Linked DNA regions of Callithrix jacchus: region 1 is linked to region 2. The links are chromatin contacts, called in public Hi-C maps. All regions are on one chromosome and are shown on one strand. The core of a region is the stretch at or near the end of the contact, and the rest is flanking DNA. Distances in the headings are between cores, read along the strand shown. Region 1 has its middle 42 kb from the start of RAI1. Region 2 overlaps SREBF1 (sterol regulatory element binding transcription factor 1).

Region 1 (4,695 bases), core at 365-2,864, 130 kb after region 2:
AGTAATCAGCATTTATTGGCATAAGCCCTGCGCTAAACTGCGTATGGATTAACTCCCTACATCTTCACTTCAGTCCCATGAGGTCTGTACTGTGAATCTCCTGATTTTAAGAAGGGGACACTGAGGCACAGAGCGGTAAATGGCCCGTTCAGTATGTGGTGGAGCCAGGAATCAATCCAGAACGTGCCCTGAAGGACTTCGCCACACAACCAACCTCTCTGAGACGAATGGAGAAGAAGGAAGCTGCCTGGTGAGAAGCCACAGGGTGTCCCCGTTTGGGGAAAAATAAAACTTTGCACGTACTGGTATATGCGATATATGTGTGCATTAAGGTGAGTAACAAAAAGTCTGGAAGGCAACGTTCAAACTGTTAACTGGGGTTACCTGCAGGGAGGGCACCAAGGGAACTTTCACTTTTACTACATATATCTCTGGCTTATTTGCATTTTTCACCCAAGTATCTGAGTGTTACTTGATAGTTTAAAACGGGAGGAATTATTAGGGTTGCAATTAACATTTGTTGAATGAATAGATGGCAAATTAATTTCCTAGGCCTGTTTTTTTCAGATGCTGGGTATGACCCATCAGTAGATTGCAAAATTAATTTCGTGGGTAGCAATCAGTAATTTAAAAAAAACCCAAATACACTAGAACAGAAAGTATCATAGACCAGCAGACATAGTAAGGGAGTTGTTTCAGTAAACTTTTATTTCAGTTAGATACAGTGGGTATGACCTGTGTAGCTGCCTAAGATGTTATTTCTTACTGCAGGTCATCGGCAAGAGTATCAAAGCCATTGGTCCAGGGTTGGGACTGTAAAGAGGAGTAAAGCTGGGAGCAGTGACTCACTGCTATCATCTCAGCACTTTGGGAGCCAAAGAGGGAGGATCGTTTGAGCCCAGGACTTCAGGACCAGCCAGGGCAACCGTGGCGAGACCCCTGCTTCTAGAAAAAATAAAAATAAAAATTAGCTGGGTGTGGAGACTGAGGCTGGAGGATTGCTTGAGCCCAGGAGGCTGAGGCCGAAGTGAGCTATGTTCGTTCCACTGCACTCCAGCCTGGGCCGCACAGCAAGACCCTGTCTCAAAAATAAAGAGGAGTAAGACAGAGCTTCTGCCTACAAGACCCCATGGTCAGTGGAAGAGAAAGGCAGCTCCAGCACCCCTGAGTTCCATTTATCTCTGCAAAGCCTGAGGAATGCTGGGCTGCTGGGAAGTCCTATTCTGCCCACTCCACAGTTGGCTTCTGGGGCCTGGATCTCGCCTTTATACATTCTCCTCCTCCTCTCCAAGGCGTCTGCTTCTGAGAGCTTTTGCCAGAGTTATGGGGCTGAGCCTGCCCTGGGATCAGAATGACTGTGTCCACTTCTATGTCACGCAAAAGGCCACTTCTCCTTGCTGCTGGGCCCTGAATGTACCGGCTGGCCTGTCAAGAGAGGGAGGGGTGGGAAACTAGAAGATTCCTTTCCAGCTTCCAGATACCGAGGGCCACGTCCCAGAGAAGCCTCTGAAAAGGCAGCTGTATGGTCAGCTGGAGGAGCCACCATTCAACCTGCGGCGAGGGCCGTCCCCCACCTCGGGTGGGCCTGACTTTGAGCAGAGCGAGGTGTTTTGGAGAATGGAGAGGAGCAGTGGCAGGAAGAGAAGCAGAGCCCCCAGCTCGGGGCTCCCATCACGCTGGCGCCTCCACATCAGAGCTCGCCTAACCCACCCCCGCCTCTCCTCCCAGGGCAGCAGACAACTAAAAAAAGATAAAATAAAAAGAAGTAATTCCCCTGCTCTGACGTCAGTACTAGATCTTAACAGCCCGGCAGCGGCATGAAACTGGATTGCAACCAGATGTAATGCCCTTGAATTTTCAACACACTGCTGCGTTGGAAAAGACATAAAGCGAAGGGGTGTGGGGGGGTGGGCAGTATTGGTGGGAGGAACCGTGCAGGTCCCGCGTAGGTCCCTGAATCCCGGCCCACCGAAACCGCGGGGAAGGCGGCGCGGGAGGGGAGGGCAGCGCACGGAGCAGCGCGGGGCCGGCTCCGCCATTCAGGCGCGCGGCCTCCCCTCCCCCAGCCCCCACCGGCGCATTGTTACACTCGCTCCCATCCATTCAGAGCCCGAGGCCCGCCGCGCCCCTGCCAGCCCCGGCTCCGCGCAGGAGGGCACCGCTGCAGCCCGCACTCCGGACCCTGCGTGGACTGGAGAACGACGAAGAGCACCAGGAAGGGAAACTGCTCGCCGGGGAAACGGGCGCCCCAGGAAGCTGGGGCCGTGACGGCCTTGGGCCTGGCTGGTGTTTCGCTTCCCCTCGGCCCCACCACGGAGGCCCCTGGCGCGACTAGGCTCCAAGTGTCACCCTCGCGTCCTGCCACCCCCTGTCCCCGCCTCACTCGGCTCCCATGTCCTCCTCCCGGGTTCCCTGCCTTCAAGGCGCCGTGGGGGGGGGGGGGACCGGCCTCGAGTAAGGCGGCGGGCTGCGCCGCTGTCTATGAGGCGCCAGGCTCGCGTGTCCGGGGCCCCCGCCCGTGACGTCACCCCCGAAGGGCCCGTGCGCCCCGGGCCTGGCCGCTACAGAACTCCTCAGGTCGCGAGGGCCGCTTCCTGCCCGGCCTCAAGGCCTGCGCATAGGCCCGGGCGCCGCTGCCCGGATGGGGACACCGCAGAGAGCCCGCGCACCCCATCTCGCCACGCACGGCCCTCGCCGGCCCTGACTCCCACTAGACGGCCACACCGGGCCGCGGTCACGCATGGAGAAGTCAGCTACCCGCCCCCCACTTCGGACGCACTCACAAAGCTCCCCTTGGCCCCCGGCGCCGCGCGAATATTCCCCACGTCCCCACCCCACGCTCCTCCAACACTCCACGCCTCGGCGCACGCAGAGCCCCTGCCACACTCGTCCCTCGCGCCCCCACCCGACCTCAGCTCCGCACACATCCCCAGAAGACCCTCAGCCGCGGCACAGGGCGCCCCCACCCTACAGCTCCCCAGACGTCCATCCGGTGACCTCGAGCACCCCCCCACACACCACACAAAGCAAGGACCCCGCGGACCCCACATCTCAACCCAGCGCGCGCGCTCGGCCCCTGAATCCGCCTCCGCTCCTTACCCGGCCCAAGATCCCGACGTCTCGCGCCGCCACCGCCCCGGGGCAGCGTCCACTGGGCCCCCCGCGCCCGGGCGCTCGTTGCTCACCTCGGCGCCCGCGCTCACTCGGGGGCCCTGGGTCTGGCGCTGCGACTTCGCGGCCCGGAGGCCTGGGTGGCCATGGGGGGTCCGGGCGCGGCAGCCCGGCCGGCCCGCGGCCAGGCAGGAAGGAGGGTGGGCCGCGGCGCCCCCTCCTCGCGCCGGCGCTCAGGTCGCGAGCAGGGGCGGCCTGCTCAGCTCGCCTCTCGCCCTCGCCGCCCTCGCTCTCCCACTCGCCTCTCGGAGCCCAGCCGCGGGCGGGGGCGGCGCCCAGGAGCGCTGGGAGCGGGCGGCGCGGGGATCCGGCCCTGGCCGCACACCGGCCGGGCCTGCCTGGTGTCCGCGGGTGCCGCGGGGAAATGCGATCCCCTCCGCACAGGAAGAGCGGCCGGGCGGGCGACGCGCGGGGGGAGAAGGAGAGCGAGAGCGCGAGGAAAAAAGTTCCCGGGCGGCCTGGCTGCGCTCGCTCGCGGCCCCGGGCTCCAGGTGGGCCGTGCGCGCCCCGACAGCACCCCCTGGCGGTCCGCGCGCCCCCCGCCCGTCGGCCTGCGGGAGGGGGCCTCTGCGGTGGGATCCCCGCACGGCACGGGAGGACTGTAGCGCCCTGCGTTCAGGAGCTTCCAGCGTCGAGCCAGGCCCCCACCCTCACCCCGCCGCTAGCCCTCACCTGTGTCCACCTCTTTACAGTTTGAGAAACATTTTCGATTTCAAAACTCCACTGGCTTCATGTAAAAAAACTTCATTTACTAGGCACCTGGCACCTTGCTGAGTCCTGAGGAATCAGCAGAGACAATGCTGTCCCTGCTGTCATGGAGCTGGCATCCTGGTGGGAAGAGACAGACAGCAAACAAATGCTTAGATACACGACGAAGATAATTTTAGCAGTAAGTGCTAGGAAGAAAATTAGCAGGTGAAGTGACGGCTAGGGCTCCTTGGCTGGGGGTGAGATAAGGAGGCCTGTCTGTGCAAAGATCTAAATAGCAGGAGGAACCGCCATGGGTAGTCTGGGAAGAGCATTTTTTTCTTTTAGAGGCTTTGTTTTGCTGTGTTGCCCAGGCCAAGCTTGAAGTCCTGGCCTTGAACAGTCCTCCCACCTCGGCCTCCTGAGTAGCTGGGACTACAGGGGCCTGTCCTGCTGGGAAGAGCATTCTTGGCAGAGAGAACATCAAATGCAAAGATCCCGAGGCAAGAGAGAACTTGGTGAGTAAGTGGAATTGTGTGGAGGTCATGAGCAAGGGGACAAGTAGTGGGCACACTGAAGTCAGAGCCATAAAGAGAGGGGGCAGAGCCTGCAGGGCTGCAGAGAGCCCTGTGAGGAATTTGTTTGCAATTCCAGTGCAAGGAAGGTAGTCACTTTAAACAGGAATGTTGGATGAATAAGTCCTTGCATGAAACTTATAGACCTCTGACCAATTTCACGCCAAGGTCTCTACTTGCCATAGCTCATGTGGGAGCTCACTGCCACCTGCTTGGGAAGCCTCCCAGCCACCCCCAGCCTCTAGGGTCTGTGGGATACCCC
Region 2 (4,664 bases), core at 41-2,540:
GCCCGGAGCTGGCCCCTGGCACCGTGGGCCCCCATCCTGCCCCTCCCAGAGCTGGAGCCCTGGTGACCCCTGCCCTGCCTGCCACCCCCAGGCCGTGCAGCTGTTCCTGTGTGACCTACTCCTCGTGGTGCGTACCAGCCTGTGGCACCAGCAGCAGCCCCCGGCCCCGGCCCCAGCAGGCCAGGGTGCCAGCAGCGGGCCCCAGGCTTCCGCGCTTGAGCTCCGTGGTTTCCAGCGGGACCTGAGCAGCTTGAGGCGGCTGGCACAGAGCTTCCGGCCTGCCATGCGGAGGGTGAGTGCCCATTGGTCCCCTCCTTCAAGATGGGGAGGAGTCAGGTAGTGGTGGAGAGGGAAGAGCCTGAGTTTCCACTCTGCTGGTCCCCCTTGCTCAGGTGTTCCTACATGAAGCCACGGCCCGGCTGATGGCGGGGGCCAGCCCCGCACGAACACACCAGCTCCTGGACCGCAGTCTGAGGCGGCGGGCAGGCCCTGGCGGCAAAGGAGGTGAGGAGCACCTGCTGACCAGGGCTGTGCTGTCTGCCTAGCAGGGAAGGGCTCACATGGGGTGTGTCAAGGGAGACTGCGTGTGTGTCAGATGAGACAGGCCTGGAGTGGTGGCTCACACCTGTAATGCCAGCACTTTAGGAGGCTGAGGCGGGAGGACGGATTGAGCCCAGGAGTGGGAGGTGACCGTGAGCCTGGGCGACAGGAAGGAGACCCTTTCTGAAAAAAAAAAAAAAAATCATCTTGATGGTTACCTGACAGTTCCTTTCATGAGAAATCAGTGGGGCGACTGTCATTTGTGTGATACAGGACTGCACGTGCATGAATCAGTATGTGGACTTTACGTGGGGGCTGAGGCAAGGGTGGTGAGAAGGGGACCTGCCAGCTCCGTGTGCTAGGTACAGGGAGGGGGCAGAGCTTTAGCTTGTGTGTGGGCAGGGCTCCAGCGGGGGCGTGGCCAGCTCGAGCCCCACCCCTGACATCCCCGTTTGCGCAGGCGTGGCGACGGAGCTGGAGCCGCGGCCCACGCGGCGGGAGCACGCGGAGGCCTTGCTGCTGGCCTCCTGCTACCTGCCCCCCGGCTTCCTGTCGGCGCCCGGGCAGCGCATTGGCATGCTGGCTGAGGCGGCGCGAACGCTTGAGAAGCTCGGCGATCGCCGGCTGCTGCACGACTGTCAGCAGATGCTCATGCGCCTGGGTGGTGGGACCACTGTCACTTACAGCTAGACCCCGCGGTGTTCTCAGCCTCAGCGCCCCTGCCTCCAGCCACCCGGGTTCCGTGCGGCTTCTGTCCTGCGTCGGAGCGCTGAAAGCCGAAGGCAGCGCCAGAGATCCTGGCCTCCAGGGTTCACCCGCGGCTGCACTGTCCCTTCCGCGTGGAAGGCCTGAGGGGCGCAACTACGACTCGAAGAGCGGCTGCCATGACAGTGCTGACCTCTGGTGGCCAATCTGGGCACTGCAGGGGCTGAGCCGTTAGCGGGGGAGGGGGCCCTCCTTGCTCTGCAGGCACCTTAGTGGCTTTTTTCCTTGTCTAGAGGGAAGAGAGGTGTACACCTCCCTGCGCTGACGGAAGCCAACTTGGCTTTCCCGGACTGCGAGTGGGGCTCGGCCCCGGACGCCCCTCTCTCCCGCGTGGGAAGATGTGTACATAGTGTAGCGTGCCTGACCTGAGGCTCCTGTGCTACTCTGCCTTTTGCAAACTTTATTTTCATAGTTTGAGAAGTTTTGTACAGATAATTAAAAATGAAATTATTTATGATCTGGGATTTGTTTCTTTAGCTGATGGATGTGCTGACCAGTGAGAGTGCTTGGGCCCTCCCCCCATCACCTAGACAAAGGCTTCCCATCCCCCGCCGTGTCCGCTAGGGACAGGACTCTCGGATGTTAGTGTGGGGAGGGCTGGCTGTATGGCCTCCAGCTGACCTGTCGCCTGCTTCCAGGGCACGTGTTTGGGCTCTGTCAACCCTTCGGGCCTCGATGGGCTCAGCTGTGCCTTACTTCCTCGCTCTGCCCCCGTCAGGTCCCTGGGTGGCGTGGGAGGGTGGACTGTCCTCCAGAACCCATCTGTTGTATGACAGGAGCTCGGGTCTCCCTGTAAGTCTGCCATGTCTCACTTCCCCCTTCCTGGCCCCTGGTCACTTCATAGCAGAGAAGCTTCCGATCTCCCTCCCAACCTGAGGCCACACTGGAGAGGGGCCACAGTGGCGGGGGAGGTTTCCTGTTCTGTGAAGGGCAGACTCCCTGACTCCATTTGTGCCCCCAACCCCTCCCTTCATTCCCATTCCCCAATTAAAGCCTGGCCCGGCTCCCAGCTGAATTTGGTCGGAATCCACTGGCTGCAGATTTTCCAAAACAATCGTTGTATCTTTATTGACTTTTTTTTTCTGAATGCAATGACTGTTTTTTACTCTTAAGGAAAATAAACATCTTTTAGAAACAGCTCGATACACACAATCTTCAGTGTGAAGCAATATACTAATAAGAACACTAGTCGTCTTAACATTTACAGTCTTCATATATATTATATATATGTATATGTATACATATATATACACTATATAACGAGGCCAGATATAATACACACGTTAACCATTTTACAGTCATATGTACAGAAAGTTGCTAGGGCAGCCCTGAGCTGGGGGCTGCGTCAGGCCTATCGAAGCGCGGACAGAGCTGAGGACACAGACGGACAGGCGGACGGACTGGCAGGGACTGGCCCGGGCCGGTGGTGGCTGCGTGGGCAAGGGGCATCGCCGTAGCCCACACCCGGCAAAAGCCCGGTTGGGGCTCTGTTGCAGGCGCACGACGCACGGCGGCGACACACGGGAGAAGCGAGCATGTTCCCAACATATATACATTCTATGTAACATATATATAGAGGGGTACACAGGTTTTGTACACGAATCTAGCGCTGTCCCTGCTCCCGTGCCGAGTGGGCGCGGCGGTCCCTGGTGATGCACAAATGTCGCGCGTCCGCCGGAGATTCGTTCTGGTCGCTTCTTGCGTTCTGCGCTCCCAAACTGGGTTTCAGGGGTGGGTGGAGGACTGGAAAGAGGACGAACAGAGAGGCCAAAGGGTGTCCCAGTCCCGCCCATATTCGGGGCGTTCACAACCCCTGAGCATAGCCCAGGACTACCCCGGCTTTGCCCGAACCGCACGAAAGATCTGGCAAAGGCTGTGCGGGAAGGGCCCCGGACGCGTTCCGCACGGTTTGTTCCAAAGGCTCCGGCCCCTCCCGCGCCGGTCTAGCCGGCTCCCAGAAAGGCTTTCTTTCTCCCCCGCCTCGTCCACAGAGCTAGGAACCGCCCTCCGCCTCTTCCAGGACTGTTTCGACCCCCACCCCCAAGCCCAGGGCTCCCAGCTGCACGCCACGACCGACTGGGTGGAGGCAGCACCCACGTGTAATGTGTGCCACGTCGTCTTGAGATTCCGGAGGGGAAAACCGTCCCCAGACCAAAGCCGTTTCCCATCCCCGCCAGAGGCTGAGCGTCCCGGGGAGTCTGGCCACTCGGCGGGCTCCACCTCTGCAAGCCTGGCCCCTGGGGTGGGCAAGAAGGCCCTGTGACGTCCGGTTCCCGGAGCAGGCAGCTCCGGAACGGGTTTTCCTCCCAACCCGGGCCGCAAGTCTGAGCCCTAAGCAGCCGGATCCAGGATCCGGGACCCGGATCAAGGATCGGCTCTGGACCCGCGCTGGGAGCAGCTCAATGGCCCGGGGGCTGCGCAGGCGGCTCCTCTCCTTCGGCGGCGGGCGGGCAGGCGGGCTCCGGCGGCTCCTCCAGCCGTTGGGGTGGATTACAACGGCAGCCTCTGCAAAAGACCCGGCCAGTTACCGACGACCGCGGACTTCAGTCTACAGGCTCCGCTCCCCAGATCCCCGACCCGGGTGACGCGGGAGCGCGGCAGGGGTCTCCGCCCGAGACCGCTGGCCCTACCTCGTCCACCTTCACCTTCGTGCCGCCGTCCCGCACCCCCGCCTGTCCTACTCTTACCTATCTGGGTGGGCTGCGGGAAGGCCGTCCCAGGGACGCCCCCCAGGCCCTGGCTGCCCCTGCCCCGACGCCTACAGGTCTTTGGCGGCGGCGGCAGCGGCAGCGCGCAAGTGGACTGCGGCTGGGGCTCTAAGGGGTGGGCGGGGAGAGCTCCCTCCGTCTCGGGCTGGGTCCTGCGGGGCTGTGCGGCCCAGGGACTCGGACTGTGAAGGAGGTGCGGGCTGGGGCTCCTCTCCCGCTTGACTCCCATCCCCTACAATGCACTGTGGTCCCCTACCTTATGTTTGGGACATTTCAAAGAAAAGTTCTCTTCGATGAATATGCAACCTGTGACCAAAGAGAAGTTTCAGTGGTTAGGACAGGGTGGAAGCTCACAGCTTGAGGTTTTGTCGGCAGCCAGCGGGGGAGCCGCTGCAGGGGCTCTTTCAGAGTAAATCAAACCCTACTCAAAACTTTCCACACTCCACTCAATGGTGCGGTACAGCCCTGGCCTGGTGGTCTTGACTCACCTCACCTCCTCCGCCTCCCTCCGGAGTTCCACGCGCTGTCCCTCCTCACTTGAGGCCGTCCCTCACTCCCTCCCCCAGGCTTATTCTCCCAGCCACACTTGTCACTGCCCCCTAAGAGGCTGTCCTCTGTGGTGATCTTGTCTTGGTCCTTGTTTCTTCCCCA

Evidence for each region. A called contact is a pair of places that touch in the nucleus more often than the background predicts.
Region 1: a contact with region 2 is called in a Hi-C map of skeletal muscle, with 3 times the contacts expected there. The contact joins two enhancer-like sites. A contact is called at or near these places in 2 of 3 Hi-C or Micro-C datasets (induced pluripotent stem cells and skeletal muscle).

Annotation. Positions count from the first base shown.
Region 1 is chr5:69,466,402-69,471,096 of calJac240_pri, forward strand. No RefSeq gene overlaps it. Among named protein-coding and RNA genes, the nearest start is that of RAI1, 42 kb to the left of the region's middle. Within about 2 kb of position 1,615, at least 14 of the 16 cell types and tissues checked have an H3K27ac peak or open chromatin away from gene starts, as enhancers often do. A contact at or near this core is called in skeletal muscle, where this site is marked.
Region 2 is chr5:69,337,926-69,342,589 of calJac240_pri, forward strand. SREBF1 (sterol regulatory element binding transcription factor 1) reads left to right here. Exons shown (of 18, transcript XM_078372552.1): 16 at 92-292; 17 at 393-504; 18 at 1,001-1,762. The coding sequence ends at 1,230. It overlaps RAI1 (retinoic acid induced 1), which reads right to left. Exons shown (of 5, transcript XM_035299601.3): 4 at 4,270-4,319; 5 at 2,347-3,810. The coding sequence ends at 3,796. Among named protein-coding and RNA genes, the nearest start is that of SREBF1, 26 kb to the left of the region's middle. Within about 2 kb of position 1,291, at least 12 of the 16 cell types and tissues checked have an H3K27ac peak or open chromatin away from gene starts, as enhancers often do. A contact at or near this core is called in skeletal muscle, where this site is marked.